2 separate regions of the Manis pentadactyla genome follow, and region 2 is linked to region 1. Evidence: chromatin contacts called from public Hi-C data. All regions are on one chromosome and are shown on one strand. The core of a region is the stretch at or near the end of the contact, and the rest is flanking DNA. Distances in the headings are between cores, read along the strand shown. Region 1 holds the start of DOC2A (double C2 domain alpha). Region 2 holds the start of MVP (major vault protein).

Region 1 (3,991 bases), core at 1,124-3,623:
CTCCAATGGTTTCTCATGGCTCCTGTATGAATTCTGAACTTCTTACCCTGAACTACAAGACTCTTACCCAGCCCTGTCCACCTACCCACCTCCGCCCGGCCCACACTCTCCCTCAGCACACTCCAGCCTTTTACACACTTCTGCCCAGGACACTCTTGTGCCCACACTTGAACTGGCTAACTCCTCCTCAGCTTCCAGTTCTCAACTGAGGCAACACTTGCTGTGGGAAGCAAACCTGAACTCCCGTGGCCTTCTGTCCATCCCCTGTCACCGCAGCAATCTCACTGCATTGGAACTTTCTACTTGTCTATCCTACAGGGCTGTCAAGCTGGAGATGTTGATCCTGGTCATAGTTACAGCACCATGGTATATAGTAGGTATTCAGTGACTTAGTAGGTGGATGAAAAGCCTTTCCAGCTCTGGCCAAGCCAAGCTCAGCACTGTCTGCCATTTCCCCTGCCACTGGCTCAAGCTCCAGCTTCATCCTCGCCTTCCTGCAACAAATCTTTCTAGAGGTGCTGCTGGGCCTGAGCTAAGCATCGTGAGAACAACAGTGGAGGAGGCAGGAAGAAGGCTTCTGGCCCACCCTGCCCCTCTCTGAGGGCCCAGCTCTGCCCTTGGCCAAACCCACCAGCTCTGGTCCTAGATGTGCCTCCATTGGTATTGCCTCCTCCTCATCCTGGAGAACCCCAATGAAATCTAATGGTTGCCTTTACTTGAAAAATATATTATTTTAATGTATTATTTTCAATAGGTAACATAAGCACATGGTACAAAATTCAAAAAGTTCAAAAGGATGGAAAATAAGTCCTTCCAGTTCCTGCCCTACCCTGTCTCATAGCAACCTGATTAGAGGTCACCAGAGGTCACTTTCTTGTGCAGCCTTCCAGAAATAATTCACACAAATATGAACAAACATAAAAACTCTTTTTTTCCCCCCACTTAAATGGCAGATTCCATACATGCCACTCTGCACCTTACTTTTCTAAGATGACCTGAGACTGTGAAGATGATTCTGTTCAGGTACATGCAGGGCCTCTTTCATGGCTGCATACTATTTCATTGTTAAAATTGTGTCATAACTGGTTGAACTGGTTTCCTACTCTGGGACATTTAGGTTGTTTGTCACTGCAAACATGCTCCACTTGAGCTTTTATTTTGCTCATGGGCCAGGATATTTATAGGATTAAATCCTAGAAGTGGAATTTCTGGGTAAAGAGTCTGTATTTGTCATCTTGGTATCCTCTGGCCTCAACAGAGGTGGTGTACATCTACCCAAAACCTTGCCAACACTGTGTGTTAACAAATACTTTGAATTTTACCATTTGATAGGTGACAAGAGCTATCTTAGTATAGTTGGATTTTGCATTTACTTTTTTAAAAATTGTTAAATATTTTAAAAATACACATAACAATATTTGTATCTCCACCATTTTCAAGCATACAGTTCAGTAGTGTTAAGTCTGTTAACATTGTTGTACAATCACATTTCTTTCACTTAAAATTCCAATATTTAGTTATGCCACTTAGTGCCAGGCCCAGCTTGGGACAGCCTCTGCCTGCCATGGCACTCCTTGGTGGTGGGGGAGACAGAAACATAAACAGGCATGACAAACCAACCCAATGTCACCAGAACAACCTGTAATAGCACTGTTGGGGGTGGGAGAACTGCTCCAGAAAGGCTCCTAATAAGAGGTGGCCCAGGGTGACCCCTGAAGGAAGGGAAGGCCTTCCAGGAAGAGAAGCTTGTATGAACAAAGGTCCAGAGACCTGAGACACCCAGGTGCATCCTAGGAACTGCAGATACCCATTCCTGCAAGGCAGCCAGGGAAGTGAGGGTGATGAGATCAGAGAAATCAGCATCTAGGGCTGAAGGGCCTTGAAGGCCACTGTGAGGACTGTCTTTGGAAGATGGCAAGTTTGGAGCAAAAGAGGGCAACGATCAAAGGCTGGAGTTTGATGGGCAGGTGCCAGAGCCTTCAGGGGAGAATGGCAGACTGATGAAGAACCAGATGTCCCTCCACACCTGAAGGACAGGGGGTGGGGTGAGGGAGGGTGGATTCCCAAAGGAGACGCTATCTCTTTGGGGACACAGGCCCATGGAGGCTGGGTTGCGTCCAAGGAGAGCCGCCTTAGCAGCCCAAAGGAGGAGGCCTGCGGGAAGCCACAGCGTCGGTCTTCTGTCTCCTCCCTCAGACTGTGAGCTTCCACACCCGGTGCGGGGACCCCCAAGTTCCCACGCCAGCGAGCACAGGCGGATCAGACCCTCTTTCCCTACTCAATGAGGCTCTCTAAGCCCCGCCCCTCAGGTCCTGCCCCCACGGATTTGGGGAGGGCGGGCTAGAAGCCCTCCTTCGAGCTCTCTGCGGGGGAGGGGCGTGAGGATACACTGGGCGGGGAGGCGGGGGGAGGTAGGTAAGCGGTCGTCGCCATGGCAACGAGGCCGGCGGTCGGGCCCTGGAGACCCACGAGCCAAGGAAGGAGCCCGCGAGGGAGGAGGCACCGTGAGCTCGGCGCGGGGGCCCGAGGCCCCGAGAGGAGCTAGAGAACATGGGGCAGTTGTCACTGTTGGTTCCGGGTGGCGCAGGGACCCCCTGTGTTTGCCAGTGTGTGTATGCGAAGTTCTCCGGGTGAGTGTGCCCGCGCGTGTCTGGTTGGTGCATGTGTGCGAGTGTGCACACGTGGGCACAGGCGTGTGCGCGGGAGTGCCCGTGAGAGGTGCGTGTACCAGACCGCGTGCCCGCGACTGCGTGTGTGCCTCGGGTGTGCCCCTAAGTGTGCCCTGCTGCGCGGCGGGAGAGTCCCGCCCCTCCCCAGCCACCGGCCGGCCCACCCCGCCCCCGCCTCCTGCGCCGGCTGCGTCCTCGCCTCCACCTCGCTCACCCCCTCCCTCCCGCCCTTTCTCCGGTTCTCCCTCCCTATCGCCTTACACAGCCGGACTCCCAGCTCTTCTCGTCGGCCGCCCTGGGAATCACCGGCCGCCACCGCCCAGCCTGCACCCGGCGGACCCCCAGTGCTTGGGCACCTGTTGGAGGCACAGAGACAGGTGCAGGGGGCTGGGCCGCCGGGGCGTGAGGGTGAGGGTGAGTGTGTGTGTTAGCCTGTGTGTGCCTATGGGGGTGTTTAGCTCTCCGGAGGCTGCCGTTTCTGGCTCCTCCGGAAGGCCATTCTCAGTGGGAGGCATGTGAAGCAGGCGTCCCCCACCTTGGGCGGCTGGGTAGTGGAGGACCAGTCAGGCAGGTGGGCAGATCCTGGACCCGAATGAAGACTGGGCAGTGAAAGTCTAAAGGGGTGGGTGACACAGGACCAGACAAGTGCCTGGTGCAGAAGAATGGAGGTAGCCTCAGAGAGACAGAGGAGGGGGACTTTCGGGGTAGGCAGGGCCCAAAGCAGACAGAAGCCCAGAATGAGGAGCAGGAGCTGGGACGATGACAAAGGGACAATCCAGAGGTAAGTGGGAAATCTGAGGTGGAGCCAGGACCTATTTGGAGGGAGTGGGCCAGCAGCCCAGCCCCTACAGAGCAAAGCCTGGGGTCTGGAATGCCCAGGCCTCCTGCCTGCCCATCAGCTGGCACAGTCTGCCTTCTCCCTTGACACCTAGGAAGGGAGGCCAGTGAGGGCCCCACAGACCGAGGAACTTGCCGCCTGGCCCTCAGCCAGCAGATGGTAGGTATGAGGAGTCAGCCTTGGGCTCGTACTCACTCGCAGCTCCCTCCCCCAGATCAGGGTGCTGCATGAGGGGCCGCAGGGGTGACCGCATGACCATCAACATCCAGGAGCACATGGCCATCAACGTGTGCCCTGGGCCCATCAGGCCCATCCGCCAGATCTCGGACTACTTCCCCCGCCGGGGACCAGGACCTGAAGGGAGTGGTGGGAGCTTCGGGGAGGCCCCTGCTCGTCTGGCCCCGCTGGCCCTGGCCCCTCCGGCAGCTCTCCTTGGGGTCACCACACCTGAGGATGGAGCTGAGATGGACAGCTATGACTCAGA
Region 2 (3,930 bases), core at 816-3,315, 300 kb after region 1:
ATGTCTCTAATGCACAGGAGCTCAACAAAGGGTTGCTGGGAGGAATAATGAGCTCAGATTATTGCCAATTCCTCAAGGGCTGGAGATTTCATTTATTCTCTTCCATCCCCCTTCCACCTCTTCCAGGTCCAAGCAGCCCCCTTATCCACACAAACGTCCCAGGCAGGCCTGAAGTTGGAGGTGAAGCTGGTGACAGCCTTGCCAGCATCACTTCTGTGGAGCTTAGGTTTAGGAAAACATATGAAGTTCAGCATAAACAGGGACTCAACTAGGCAGTTTCCCTTATTTTAAGAAAATCTTAGGACACTCCAGCCCAACTGGCCTGCTTTGAGAGAGCAGCAGCTTGGTGGTCTCACTAGGGACAGAACAGAAACTGCCTACTCAGGATATCTCTTGCCTTCCCTCCATCCTACCTCCCAGACGCTGCCAATTAATGTCAGTCATTGAAGGTGAGGATGCCTCAATTAGCAGTGACTCAGGAACCAGGCTTCAGAACCCCTGATCCAGATCAATGTTTTCTCATCTCGTCCAATTATAGGACTCAGCCGGCAGTATTGGTCCTACTTCCCAGGCCTCACCCCAGACCCACCAGGCCAGGGTTTCCAGGAGAGGAATTCTGGAATTTGTATCTTTGGTAATCTCAAAGTAATCCCAAATAACAGCCCCCACTTATTAAGAACTTTGTGTCAGGCATTGTATTAAGTGCCTTTAATTAACTCATTTAATCCTCACAAGAGCCTAGAAGTTAAGAAACATTGCTCAGGATCACACAATGATCAAAAAATGGATCCAGAATTCCACACCAGGTAGCATGATTGCAGAGCCCTCAAACCAGGAGGCAGCATGGCTTCTCAGGCAGCAGTGTTAAGACTGTAAGCACAGAACAAGAAGGTAAGGACCTTAACTAGGGCTGGGCACTCTGGAGGAAACAGTGTCAATAGCAGTCCAAAGGTGAGCATTTTCTGCAACCTGGGAGGGCAACACCCAACAAAGAGGCATGAGTTACCCTGGAGCCCTCAGGCTGTCCCTGGACCATCATCCATTCAAAGTGGCTGCCCTACCTACTCAAGGCTTTGGAGGGCTTCCCTGCCCAGAAAGGTTCATCAGGAGCAGGCTGGGTACCCTGTGTGCTAAAGGCTAAAACAGGAGTTTCCAGGGAGTCCGTTGACATCGCACTTGACAACCAGCCTTTCCTAGGAGTCTACCCAGGCAGGGAGCAGAGAACAGAGGGATATCTGCCTCACTATGACTTCCTGCCCCTTTATGCTCTGCTCCTGAGTGCCAGCTCCAGGATCCACCACAGGCTGGTGGGTCCAAATGAGTTTCCTGCTTTTCACTTCCTCCCCTCAAAGTAAAAAAAAATGAAATAAAAAAAGCCTTGCTCACCAAACTACACCTTCAGGAAATCAAGCCTACCTTAAATTCCTTCTGCTAATGACTTGTCAAGTGATCTGCAAGGGCCACAGTTGGCACAGCCCTGAGTGGAGCAGTAGGAAAATCTCAACATTTGGCATAGTTAAGTGATCTCAACGGGGATAAGTCACATTCTAAAAGCTCAAGGGGACAGGCCAGAGTCTAGGTCCCCAGGGAAGGGGACAGATGAGTATAGATTGCAGAGATCAGTCTAGCTCCAGAAGAGAGTTTGAGTGGCCTCCTGATGTTATTTCTGATGTGAGAGCCTTAGGTCAGAGGGGCCTGAAATTTTGAAGGTGAGGGGTGTTGGCAAGGTGACAAATTGATCTACCTTACTTCCAAAGACAGAAACATCCAACAAGAAACGCAAAATGTCTTGAGGCCACACCCCAATCCACTTCCTCCCTACTCTCATTCAGAGGTCCTACCTTCCCCGGCAGAACAAGGCCCTAGAAAGCGGGTGAGGGCTAAGAGAGCCTTGAGGGACACAAGATCCCACCACTGGTTTGGGGCTTTGGAGCTACAGCAAAGTACTCACATCCACAAATACAGCGGCTACAAGACTCCTCAGATCAGGAAACTGACAGGCCTGGCCCAGGCCAGCCCTAAGTTCCAGGCAGGGCAGGCTCGGTGGGTGGGGCTTGGGCATTTAAAGGGCCCTTGCAGCTGGTTCTCCTTTTCTCCTCTGGGTGCAGCTGAAGGAACTGCAACTCATTCAGCCTGACGGCCAGGTGGCAGTGCTGGAGTGAGACTGCACAGCTGGAAGGTCCAAGACAGGGGGCAGGTGCAGACTGACTGCCTCATCTGGCTTTAGTTTCCCAATCTGAGCAAATACAATTCTGCCTTTCCATAATGGTTTGGGCTCTAGCTGAAGCTCCTCCTCTAAGAGAACTTTGAATTTTTTATTTTAAATTCAGAAAATCCAAACAGATGTTCAACAGCACACACACACACACACACACACATACTCTCTTTCTGGCAAGGTACTGTGTTGGGAGCTTGGAATTTCTCTCCTCTTTCCAGGTTTCTCAGTGCCCTGGATTAGGGAGGGCAGGACAAGGCCCAGGGACATGCTCTGCATCTTAAGGGTTAGGGCAGCAGCAGTCAGTATTTCCGCTGCCGGGGGAAGAGAGTACTCCCTGAGGACCGGAGTGGGGGGCTGCTGGGGCTGGGGTCCTCTGAGTCCAGGCTGAAGAGGTCCCTGCCAGTGCGAAGGATCTGCTCCTCCAGCTTCTTGTGTCGCTTCATGTCTGAGAGGACCTTGTCTAGGCGGGCTTCCCGTTTCTGGCTCCTGGCTGAGCTTCCTAGAGAAGGGTAAGATGAAAAATGTAGAAGGGAGCGAGGCAGTGTGCACCAGACCTGCCAGGATGTTACTAAGTACTTGGGGAGTACGTTAAACATAAAGACTTCTCAAGCCTCTGAGGTTTAGGGTTGGGCCTTAGATGGGGTAGGCAGCGAAGGTCTGAATTATGAGAAGGCACCAGTAGTGTGAAGACCAGGGAAGAGCATTCCAGATAGGAGAAGAGCAAGTACAAAGGCCCCAGGGTAAGAACAGGGAGATCTGTTCAAAGACAGTGTTGAGAGCTGGGGGAAATGGTGAAAGATGAGGCCAAAGGAATGATTTACAGGCCATAAGGGATTTGGATCTCTAGTTTAGATGGAAATGTCTTTGGAAGCTATGTGTGTGTTGGGGGGTCTCTCCCAACATGCTCTTCCCCCAAGAAGTGACAAGATTTATACTTTAAAAGTATCATTCTGGTTGCTGAGACTGGAGACAGGAAGACCAGTTAGGAACCACTGCAACTATCCAGGCAAGAGATGGCAGCTTTGAAGGTGATGAGGGTGCAGTGTTGAAGGTGGAGAGTAGATGAACTTGGAAATGCTGTGGAGGCAGAGCTCACAAGACTTGCTGCTGCCTTGAATGTTGGGGTAAAAGGAGAAATCAAGAATGGCTTCAAGGGTAAATTCTAGGGAAGGCACGTGGGGTGGGGAATTGGGTCAGATTAGGAGGTGTATATACAGTACTACTGGACTTCTGGGGAGATGGAGATAAAAGGGAAGCAGGACAGAATTATCTGTGATAGCTTCTTAAATGAAAATGGGGTATCAATCTAAACCGGAAAGATGGCGCCACTGGGTGTGAATGCTCTTTCCTGCAGATACAAGTTGTGTAGCAACCAAGGCACCAAAAGGCCCGTTTTAGGGAGTCAGCTATTGACTAAGTGGGAGTGGAGGTCTCCCTTCTTGTCTGTACCTGGGGTGCGTCTCCGGTCAATCAGAGAGTCCTTTGGTGTCAATGGCTCATCGTCAAAGTCAAATTCTGTGGGCATGTGCTGTCTGGTACAAATGGACAGAAAGTGAAGGGTGAGGATGGTCCCCTCAAGCTCCCACACACGTGTTTCTCCCCAGCCTGCAGGCTTTTCCTCTCCTACTCTCCTCCCTCCCTCCACTTCTCAAGCTCTTGGGTACCAACTTCCCTCCCAATGTCCTCCAGGCATCAGCAGTGCAGCCCCAGGG

The links. Hi-C and Micro-C count contacts between places; a contact is called where the count stands out from the background.
Region 2: a contact with region 1 is called in a Hi-C map of fibroblasts, with 4 times the contacts expected there. The contact joins the promoter of MVP here to the promoter of DOC2A in region 1. A contact is called at or near these places in 2 of 3 Hi-C or Micro-C datasets (fibroblasts and skin fibroblasts).

What each region holds. Positions count from the first base shown.
Region 1 is chr10:83,196,595-83,200,585 of mManPen7.hap1, forward strand. It overlaps DOC2A (double C2 domain alpha), which reads left to right and starts at 2,374. Exons shown (of 11, transcript XM_036919467.2): 1 at 2,374-2,630; 2 at 2,935-3,046; 3 at 3,722-3,991. The coding sequence starts at 2,615.
Region 2 is chr10:83,496,912-83,500,841 of mManPen7.hap1, forward strand. It overlaps MVP (major vault protein), which reads right to left and starts at 2,066. Exons shown (of 15, transcript XM_057487138.1): 1 at 1,952-2,066. It overlaps PAGR1 (PAXIP1 associated glutamate rich protein 1), which reads right to left. Exons shown (of 3, transcript XM_036917708.2): 2 at 3,668-3,750; 3 at 694-2,717. The coding sequence ends at 2,518.